Regions from separate parts of the Rattus norvegicus genome. Here region 1 is linked to region 2. A link is a contact called in public Hi-C data. All regions are on one chromosome and are shown on one strand. The core of a region is the stretch at or near the end of the contact, and the rest is flanking DNA. Distances in the headings are between cores, read along the strand shown.

Region 1 (5,200 bases), core at 576-3,075, 92 kb after region 2:
AAGTAGCTGAACTATGGGGCTGAGGAGATGGCTCGGTGGATAAAGTGATTGCCCATAACCTCATCAGCCATGGAAGGCAGAGACAGAGAATTCCCAGAGCAAGCCGAGTAGCCAGACTAGCTGAAGCTCTGAACTCTAGGGTCAGTTGCAGCATGTGGACCTGGGTTTGGATTCCAGCACACATAAGGCGATTCACAACTTTCTAATTTCAGTTCCAGGGTTCTCACGCCCTCTTCTGGCCTGTGCAAGCACTGCATGCATGTGGACCACATGCACACGGGCAAAACACTCATACACACGAAATAAAAATAAATGTATCTTTTAAAAAGACATCTGCTTGTCTTTTTTTAGGGGGACACAATTCAGTTATAAAGCCCCTTTTCCAAGGCCTAGTTTTCAGCCCTTTGGAACTCTCCAAGCTTCTACTCTTCCCCACCCCAGTCCAAAGTTCTTCGATCCCTTGCCCTCACTCCTCCTTATGCCCTAGAAGCTGCCCCTGCAGATATGCTTTTACCATTACTTAATGCTCCCCTTTGGTCTTTCAGTTCTCTGAGCCTGATAATCAGTTCTCCTCCTGGAAATTCAATCGGTGTCTTCAAAAAGAACACATTCACTGTGGACACATGACCAGGTGTCTCACCTTCCTGGGGCTGTGTCTTCCCCACTGTGCTTGACCTCCTCTTAAACCGTGAACCAAATGAGGTTGCCTTTGGAAGGGATTTGCTCAGAGTGGTTCTGCTGCATTCCAGGCAGGTGACTCGAGGCTTCTATTTCCTTATCTATAAAATGGGCATAACAAGGGCACCTGCCTGGCCAGGTGTGGTCCAGATCCAGTGAGATGCTGTGAAAGTATATGGAGGTGGATGGGTGGTGGTGGTGCAGTTTCCCTGGTTATTCGTGCAGAGGACTCACCATCATATTGATTACAGTACAGAAAGGGCTCAGGTTGCATGGACTGCATAGACTTGGCTCCTGCCACCCAGAATCTAATACATGGCACGGAGACGCCTGGCAGCTGCCAGGTCTCCGAAAAGCAGAGTCCTGCAAGTGCTGGAAGGGACGGTTGAATGGTTCACCAAAAGACACTGGCATCAGGTGGCCTTTTGCCTCCACCTCCGAAGAGGTAGAAAAGGTGACACTAGAGGCTTTTGGTCCCGGCGTGTGTGTGTGTGTGTGTGTGTGTGTGTGTGTGTGTGTGTGTGTGTCCGCGATGTGAGCACAGAGCCTCGGGAGGTAAACAACCCAGATCCACCGGCCTGTCAGCCAATCCCATTTTCCTAACAGTGCCAGCTTTAGAATCACAAACGCTGCAACCAGGACCTTCGAGCGTCCTGTGGAAGCCACTGTTCCCAAGCTCTTAAACCCTTGAGATGGCCGGCTTAAATGCTTCGATATCCATCAGGTGCTAGGAAGGAGGGAGAGGGCTGTGCAGTGATTGGCTAGGAGGTGGGCGGAGCCACTGCGTGACTGTGTTCCTCCTCCAGTAGAAGTCCCAGCTAACCGCAGGGAGGAGGAGGGGAGGGACTGCCGCAGCCCCACTGGGCAGGCTGCCTAGGGACACTTAGAAGATTGCAAGAGATTTTTAATTTCTTGCCTAGGAGTCTGTGACAGGGTCCTGACTTATCTTACTGATTTCTGTTTGAGCTGTCTGAACCTTCCAATGCCACCGCCCCACCTGTCATAGGTCGTTAAAGTTAAATGAAAAAAAAAAAGAATTAGCTAATTATTCGATAAATGAAGCTGTTGCTTGCAGGTCACAGTCGGCGATCCTGCTGTGTCATCCGTGGAGGGCTGAGTCAGCCCTGCCTCAAACCTGAACCCAGAGGACCGGGATCTGTACGAGGCTCTCTAGCTCCACCGTCTGGCAGGGGAACGCAATGAGCTTTGCAGGCGTGAACTGGAGACTGTTAAGGATAAAAACTGGACTAAACCTCACCGGCTAGTTCACCCGTTCCTTTCCCTTTAACTCCCTATCCTTCAGCTAGATCCGTTTACCAGAAATCTGGATTTCTGCTGGTTCCTTTACGGAGCCCTCTGCCCCCATGCTCCCCGAGGGCTTCAGGCACGCCCTTGGCCAGAACCCAGGCGCCGCCTAGGCTCTCTCTCTTCACTTCCTGCCTCCTAACTCTCAAGAGGGGCGGAGCTGTTTTCTTGAACCTGGGCATTTTTGTAATAAAGGGAGCCTTACTTGCATTTAGTGGCGCTGACCCGCCATACTGGACATCCTGTAGGATAGTCCCGGACCATAAAGAATTGTCCTGGGAAGTTATCAGATATCCCGCTGGTGAATCATGTAGGTGAATGCCATGCATTAATTTTCAGAGCTAGGACCAGCTCTATTCTACTTATAAACATACAAAAATTCTGCAAGTCCCTCCTTTCTCTCTCTCCCACCGTCCTTTACTTCATTTCTTCCCACCATCCCCACCCCTCCTTTTTTTTTCTGTGACAGACTCTTACTTTGTATAGTCCAGAGTTAGAACCGGCTCCATTTTATTTCCAAACGAGTTTTGTTTTGTTTTGTTTTTTTTTTGTTTTGTTTTTTTTTTTTTTTGGCAAGGTCCTTCCTTCCTTCCTTCCTTCCTTCCTTCCTTCCTTCCTTCCTTCCCTTAGTCTCTTGCTATGGGGCCCATGCTGACCTGAAATTTGTAATCCTCCTGCCTCAGTCCTTTCACAAGAACTGGTATTGCATTCACCACCGTGGCCAGGTGAAGCTTTTATTACAACAAATCCATTTAGCCATTTCGAAGTGAACGAGATCAGTGGCTGGCTTGCTTTAATTGCATTCAGAATGTTACCCAACCGTCGTTACTGTTCACTTCCAAATCTTTTCCATGACTCCAGACAGGGATGGTGCAGCCAATGATCAGGAACTCCCATCATGCCCCCTGTAGCCCAGTTTCCTCTGATCTACTTTCAGTCTCTGTGAGCTTGTGGGTTCTAGGTTCTTGAGGTGAGTGCATGCAGATAGTGTTTGGCCTTTTTTTTGTTGACAGCTTATAGGAAAGTTGCCACCACTGCAGCTCCGTGCCTGCTGCTTGAGTCATAGTGAAATATAAACACCTCAGTCTGCGCTTATAACTATCTCAAGCAACAGGGCTGCTTGAGTCTGACATAGGGTGTTTTGTAATATAACTGTCTGAATATTCACATTCTGAGTATGTATTATTTTGTATATTTTTAAAGATTTCTTTATTTTTATTTATATGAGTACACTGTCTTCAGATACATACCAGAAGAGGGCATTGGATCCTATTCCAGATGGCTGTGAGCCACCATGTGGTTGCTGGGAATTGAACTCAGGACCTCTGGAAGAGCAGTCAGTGCTCTTAACCACAGAACCACCTCTCCAGCTCCTATTTTGTATAGTCTTATTTAATTCTTATACTAAAAATTGCTTGTAGTTAGTATGTTGATTTAACTTTAGTAAAGGCACATTGTAAAACATTTATTACAGAAGGAGACGTGGGGTCAGTCCTGAGGCCTGGGGGATATCTTTGGAATGAAATGCTGTTCACTTTCTACAAATACTGCCTTGTCTCTAGAAACCTGCCTGGCTAGTCCACATTCCTCAAGCAGTAAACCTTCAAACTACTGCCTTCGTTGACTTTTGGCCGCTCTCTGCTTACTGTGGCCTGGGAAGTGCAGCCAGTCAGAGAGCCTTTATTTTTGTCATCAATGTTGGGCACTGCCGTTACTACCATTCCTGGCTTACAATAGGCACAGGCACTGTGAAGAATTGACAGGGAAACTTTATGTTTAAAAAGTATGTGTGGGAGGGGGGCTGGAGAGAGAGAGAGAGAAAAAGAGAGAGAGAGAACCTGGAATAGGGTTAAATCTGGATTTCTGCTGGTTCCTTTACGGAGCCCTGTTGCGATCTGTTGTGTGAATGCTGAAAAATTGAACTTGGATCCTCTGTATGTGCTTGTTCTTAACCACTATGCTATCTCTCCAGCCTGAGAAAAGAACCTTTCTGGCTCAAATTAAAGGCAGCGAGCCAAACAATGTGTGTATACATGCACACACACACACACACACACACACACACACACACACACACACACACACACTGAAGTGGTTTTCTGCTGTTGGCCTGCTAAGCACTGTCTCCTCCTGAGGACGGCAGGCTCATCCCTGCAGTGCTCCAGATGAACTCAGGGGTTGGCAAATGCTTAGCACATGCTCTGTGTTAAACCAAACTCCCAGACCTTAAAGCTGGGTTTTCAGCATCCAATGGAATAACAGATCCAGCTCAATGCCCGTGCATTTCACACATGGGAATCCGGAACCACACTGCGTTTATCTTCTTGCTTCCCACTGAAATCTGGTTGGGAATACTCAAATATTGATTTTTTTTTCTGCATAAGAAGACAAGAAATGTTACATACATTGTTTTCTAACCAGCCACCTCTTTATTATCATTCCTGCTTCTTTGGCCTCAGAGTCTTCAGAGTATATGATGCCACAAGTCTTTAAATGAGCTCCAATTCGCCAGGTGGTGTGATCCCAACACTCTGGAGGCAGAGGATGGTGGATCTCTGAGTTTGAGGCCAGCCTGGTCTACAGAGCAAGTTTCAGGACAGCCAGGACTACACAGAGAAACTGGGTCTTGAAAAACAAAGAAGCTCCAATCTGGTTGCTAAAATCAAGCACCATTTCTTGACTTTACAGTGGTGTGATGGCTTTTTCCACACAACCATTTCTTTCTTTTTTTCTATTCCCGTAGAATGTTCGATAGGTTATAAGAAATGTTCAACTCTTTGTTGGATACAGGAAAAGACCTGGCTCGCCTGAAGGCCTGTGTAAGCTTTCTGAGAACGGATGCAGTAGACTAACTACAGTTTGGATCTAGACAATGTCTGAGAAACACTGCGTTGAGGCTCGGTTCCTAACCTGTGCCATTACTGCTGAGTAGTGAGCTGATTAGTATGAAGGGCCTAATGGAAGGAAGTTAGGTCACTGATGTCATGCCCTCGACGAGGATATTGGTAACCACGCTCTTCCTGTGTCTTTGTTTCCTAGCTTTGATGGGATGAACAGTTCCCTGGCATGTTCTTATCATGATGTAGCGTGCTACCACAGGCCCAAATCAAAAGAACCAAGCAACACAGTCCCAAACCTGTGAAACCACTAGACGAAGCAAACCTCTTCTTCTTTTTTTAATGTTGGTTATCCACTTTTCCTTCCCTCCCTCCCTTCC
Region 2 (5,851 bases), core at 2,457-4,956:
CTGAGTGGAAGAGTAGGCTTTACCCAGCTGTGGCTACACCCAGTTTAAAATCCCCAGCATATTTTTATGTCTTGGCTCCCTTTCAGCCTCCCTCTTAACTGCACCCTCATCCCTTTTTAATTCAGTACTAAGAACTCCCTCACTCCTCCCCCACTGCCTTCTCATCCTGTCTCAGTCTTCTCTCTTGGTTGCACAGATTTTTTTTTTTTTTCTGCAAAACTGGGAAACATTGAGAGCAGGCTGAATGTTTTTCCTCTCTCTACCCACCAAAGACAGTCTTTGCCTCACCTATTAGCAATATATGCTGTGTACATGGACACAAGCACACACAAACGCACGCATGCACACGTGAGCACACACATACAAGCACACACACGCACATGCACAACTCTCCCAGATTCCCACGGGCTGCTTATTTTAGAGTACTGATTTATTCATTAGCTTTCTTCCTCTTATTCTCATGAAAATGATGAAAGGAAAGTGGAAAGTGGGGTCTGTGGCTCCTCGACTGGACTTAGAAAGGGAAGGGCCCCCATAGTGTTCCGTGCTTCCTTTTTGCTGGAAGAATCTCCTCGGAGATTAGAATCCCACTATCCTTTTAAGAGCAGCACCTCCTCCCCTAGAGCTGAGACGCCTTCAGTGGACTTAGTGAGAGTTAGGGTCCTGCCACAGGTGACTCTTTGTACATCCTGGTACTTGCCAGGACTTCTGAGGCATTCAAAGCTCTTCCCTGAAAGCCACTTTAGTTAAGATCAGTGTTCCAGCTTTTCCCAGAGCTGATGTGTCACTCAAGTGCACGCTGAAGTGTCCCATTTAGACACTCCTCTGACCTTGTGTATTTGGAGTCACCTAGACATGGGCAGTTTCCTTGTTTGCCCTGTTGATCATCTGCAAGTAGCTGAGCTTTCCCTGCAAGCTGGGGCAGTTCTAATTGGCGAGCTCTGTGTCAACAGTTCTAACCTCTCAGGCCAGTCAGCATGCATGGCATTGTTCGCCTCTCAGAGTGGTTCCAGAGAAGATACCAACTCCCTTCCCATCGCTCACCCGATACCACACACACCCAGCCCAGGGGATCAGAAGAGCTTGGGCAAGGACAATTTCCTTTTGTGCTGATTCATCTCCAGCCACGAGATGGGAGGCGAGCTTACTTGCCCCCTCCTCCCCCCAGCTTAGGAAGGGAAGTGGGAGCCTTTTAAGGATAGATCTCCCGAGGTGAGAGACCAAGTGTGGGCAGCTGCCTGGCACTTAGTAGGACTACATGAAAAAATATTTAATGCGCATAGGATGGCCTAGTGATCCAGCTCAGAGTAGTGAGCGTACATGGGGAGGTGGCAGAACTGGCTGGAAGTGGACTGGAGCTGGCCCCAAGGTTGGCATGCAAGGATGTGCTTTGTGGGCCAGCAGCATCACAGCCATCTGGCATTGATCTCTCATCTGCTCTGCCAGCAGACCCTGACCCTGGGGATGGGGGCAGGGAGGTAGGTTGATTCAGATAAGGGAGGAGGAACAGCTCTGTCAGCGGCCTTTTTGTTCCGGAGGTCATGGGGCCAGACTTCTGCTACAAAGATAGAAAGGTAGAAATTTAAAAAGAGTAAAAAGATTAAAAAAGAAAAAAGGCAGTTGGGGTGTAGTTCAGTTGTACAGAGCTTTACCCAGCTTGAGTGAGGCCCAGGGTTCAGTCCCTAGTACCAAGAGAGGTAACAACAATGAACAGAGAGAAAGGGGGAAAACAAAAAACCTGTGTATTTCAACGTATATCAAGGCACCTTAAACTGGATAAAATAGTATGAGTGGGAAAATGAGGGCCCATTATAATATTTTGCTAATGCCTGGAATTTTTCACAATATTTTAAAAAAACCTGGGTTTTAGTATTTTTTTAAATTTTATTATTATTATTTTTTAAATCCAATGCCCCACTGATACCTTAATTATAAAAAGCTCATGATTACTTTGCCATGCTGAAGATTAACAGTATGGGCATAAAGTTATTTTGAAAGTCAAACTGTATATTAAACAAGATTTTCAACACATTTAGTCTGAGGCTCTGGTTGGCTTTTGAAAAAAATTTTTTTCATGCTAGGGATGGAACTCAGGGTTTGATATACAATAGGCAAGGTTTTGGACACACTCCCATTGTTTTTATTTTAATCTTGTTGCATTTTATTTATTTATTTATTCAATTTTTATTGTGTATATATATATATAGTATGTGTGTGAGTGTGTGAGTTCATGAGTGTGTGTGTGTGTGTGTGTGTGTGTGTGTGTGTGTGCATTTATGTGCACATACTGCAGAGATCAGAGGATGACTTGCAAAAGTCAGTTCTCTCTTGCCACCAGGTAGGTCCCAGGCGTTAGAGTCAGGTTTGCCAACGGGTGTCTTGACTCACCGAGTCACCCTTCTGGACATCTTGTTTTATTTTTATTTTATATTTCTTAGATGTTGGTGTGTAACTCGGGCTGCCTTATCCCTAGGTAGCCCAGGCTGCTCTCACACTCTATCCTTCTGCCTCCTCACCTCCTAGGTGCTGAGATGGCCAGTGTGTATAACCACAGGCTTCTGTCTCACCACCACAAGACCAAAATGGAGGAGGGCTTTCGAAGGGTAAATGAACCAGAAGGATTTTATTTACATGGTGGTGGTGGGGAAAGGTTTGAAGAGGAAAGAAGATGCTCGGAAACGCTCAGTGGTGGTGAAATGTTAACAAGCGTGCTGGTGGGATGGCTCAGTAGGTAAAGACGCTTGCCACCATGCCTTATGACTAGAGTTCAATCCCAGGTAATCACACAGTGGTTGGAAAGAATGGGTCCTCTTCAAGATCTGTAGAAATGTTTCTTTCAGCCTTTGTACACAAAATTCTATATTTTATATGTAATTCGAGGTTCCTTTGTGGGAATTTAAGAGGGTCATTTCACATACATACTAACTGAAATCAGGGGAAAGTATTGCCGAAAAGCCTTGCCTCCTTTAATATTTATTTTACCCCCTTTAAGATGGGGTGTTTATGTAGCCCAGGCTGGCCTCAGAGTTATTATTTAGTTGAAGCTGGACATGAACTTCTGATCTTCCTGCTTCAACATCCTTTGTGCTGTGGATTACAGGCATGGGTAGTCGCTCCCAGCTGGCATAGCTACATGGTTTTGAGGTTTTTGTTTCCCCTGTCAGTGCTGGTATTCTGGGATTTCTCCTCCAGAAAGGCTTTTGTGACTCATGTCATTTTACTTCACACTGTTCCTGTGAAATCATGTAGCTAAAATAAATACAGAAACTGGGAATGGTGGTGCATGCAGATAAGCACAGCCGCCAGGAGGGAGACGGAGCAGATCAGGAGTTCAAGGTCATTTTTAGTTCCATAGTAAGTTTGAGACCTGGGATACATGAGACCCTATTTACAAAACCCAAAAATCGAGGCAGGAGAGGTTGCTGTGGGGGTAAAGGAACTTGGCCCCGAGTCTGACTACCTGAAGTCAGTGTTGCTTTGATGCTTCAATCCTTGAGCTTGCTCCTGCAGCAACAAAATCTCAGTGGGACCCTTCAGCGGCCTGGCCAAGTCCTTCTGGGCTTGCATGGTATTATTGTTCGGTGGCCACAGTGTCCAGGCCCTAGGCATCCTCTTGATTCTCAGGTTGGTACAAGATCACGGGAGGACTGTCTGCATAGTTAAAGACCCATGTCCCCATAGGCTAGGGGCAGTGGCATCACCTCTGTGAGTAAGGACACAGTCACGTCCTTGGCTCTTCCCCAAATGCCCTTCCACTCACGCCCTTCACAAGGAACCAAGGTTAAATGAGGCTCTTTCCAGAGAATTCTCTCATTTTTCTCAGTCTGAATGTTAATTCTCCAAGGATTCTCCAAGGAGACTAGGCCAGAGGTCTTGCAGAGGGGGGTGGGGAAGAGAGAGAGAGGGAGAAGGAGAGAGAGAGAGAGAGAGAGAGAGAGAGAGAGAGAGAGAGAGCGCCTTTATACCCTTGCATAGAGGGGGAGGGACAGCCCAGAGCTTGAATTCTAGCCTGGCTCACATCCTAGCTGGAACCCTTTCTCACTGACACCCTGGTGCAGGACGTGCTGGACACATCGTAGACACTTTCTAGCCAGTTGTGAAGAAAGCAGCTTGTTTTCCCATGTGGCCTTTGACAGCCCAGCTGACCAAGCCAGGCCTCTATTTCCTTTGCTGTGGAATGAAGGAGCGGGCCAGCACGAGCTCTGCTTTTACTCTCAGCTTGAGCATTCTTTGGTTTGAGAAGGAACTTTCTAAATTTAACTGTTATCACTTCTATGTCAGCGTGTTCTGGGTAGGGATAAATTGCAAGAGAATTTTGTCTTTCCCAGAGAAATAAGACTTTGTTTTTTCAGGGTAGCATTTAAGAGCCCACAGCTGGGGAGGGAAGCCACCGAGTCTTAGAGATTACTCATTGCCTAGAATTAGTCTACAGTTGATTGCCTGTCACAGTCTCAGATACCTGTGACATTAGGAATATCTTGGTGAGGAGGACCAAAAAAATTAACTGGAAAAAACCAACCAGAAATAAAACGTGGGGCTGCTGACATGGTTGAGCAGGTAAAGACACATGGTGCCAAGTCTGATGACCAGAGGTCAAAACCTAGGAGGACCTACAGAATAAAACTAGCACAGTGGCTCTTGCAACCTGTCTGCTGGCCTCTACACACATGCTGTGACGTGCGAGTCTATACAGAATTTTGATCACTCTGGGCATAAAAGGCAAAACTTAACCCCCAGAGGAAATCTGTGAGAGGCAGTTTTCCACTCTGGTAAGTCTGATTGTTCTGCGGAGGGCCAGGCTTCTGGTAACTGCCTGCTTACCACCGCCTTCCAGGAGTATACCAAGATAGCCTGTTGTCATCAAGTTTTATGGGAGGAGGGTATTCCCAGTAGGGGTGGGGTTGGTAGGAGATTAAAGTATCAAAGTAGGGCTGTTGTTCTCTTGCCCAGAAAGAGTATGTGCTTCTCAAGAACTCTTAAGACAGAGTCAGGGAGGCAGGAGTAAGCTTTAGACACCTGGGAGTCCTGATTTAAGCAGATTTTCTCTCCTGTTGACACAGAAGTAGAACAGATTTTAAGATACTTGGTGCTTACAAATGCACAGAGACTGCCCTGGGAACAAAGACAGGTGATAAGAAGATAATTATATATTTATTTTATCTTTTTAACCTGCCCTTATTTTTGAGATAGAGACTAATGTATGGTATGTATAATTTTAATATCAGTGCTTGGGAGGCAAAAGCAGGTAGATCTCTACGAGCTCGAGGCCAGGTTGGTCTGAAAAGAGAGTTCCAGGCCAATCGGATCGATATAGGGAGACTTTGTCTCAAAAATAAATTAAAAAAAATCCAACCTTGAAAATACGATTGTGGGCTGGAGAGATGGCTCAGCGGTTAAGAGCACCAACTGCTCTTCCAGAGGTCCTGAGTTCAAATCCCAGCAACCACATGGTGGCTCACAACCATCTGTAATGAGATCTGATGCCCTCTTCTGGTGTGTCTGAAGACAGCTACAGTGTACTTATATATAATAAATGAATAAAAAAAAAAGATCTTATCTCAGAGCAAGACAAAATATCTCCATTCAGGGCCTGGATGGATGGCTCAGTGGTTAAGAGTACTTGTTCTTAATCCCAGCAACCACATGGTGGCTCACAACCATCTGTAATGGGATCCGAGGCCCTCTTCTGGTGTGTCTGAAGGCAGCGACAGTGTACTTATGAATAAATCTTAAAAAAATAAACAAATACTTTAAAAAAAAAAAAGAAAATACGATTGTGGTGTGCTTGCAAGATGGCTCAGTGGGTAGAGATGTGTGCTGCCAAGACTGAGCTCCTAAGTTCGATGTGGGG

What was found. Hi-C and Micro-C count contacts between places; a contact is called where the count stands out from the background.
Region 1: a contact with region 2 is called in a Hi-C map of frontal cortex, with 2.5 times the contacts expected there. The contact joins two enhancer-like sites.

What each region holds. Positions count from the first base shown.
Region 1 is chr15:45,559,611-45,564,810 of GRCr8, forward strand. No RefSeq gene overlaps it. Among named protein-coding and RNA genes, the nearest start is that of Ebf2, 49 kb to the right of the region's middle. Within about 2 kb of position 1,826, at least 91 of the 93 cell types and tissues checked have an H3K27ac peak or open chromatin away from gene starts, as enhancers often do.
Region 2 is chr15:45,465,720-45,471,570 of GRCr8, forward strand. No RefSeq gene overlaps it. Among named protein-coding and RNA genes, the nearest start is that of Ppp2r2a, 29 kb to the left of the region's middle. Within about 2 kb of position 3,707, at least 45 of the 93 cell types and tissues checked have an H3K27ac peak or open chromatin away from gene starts, as enhancers often do.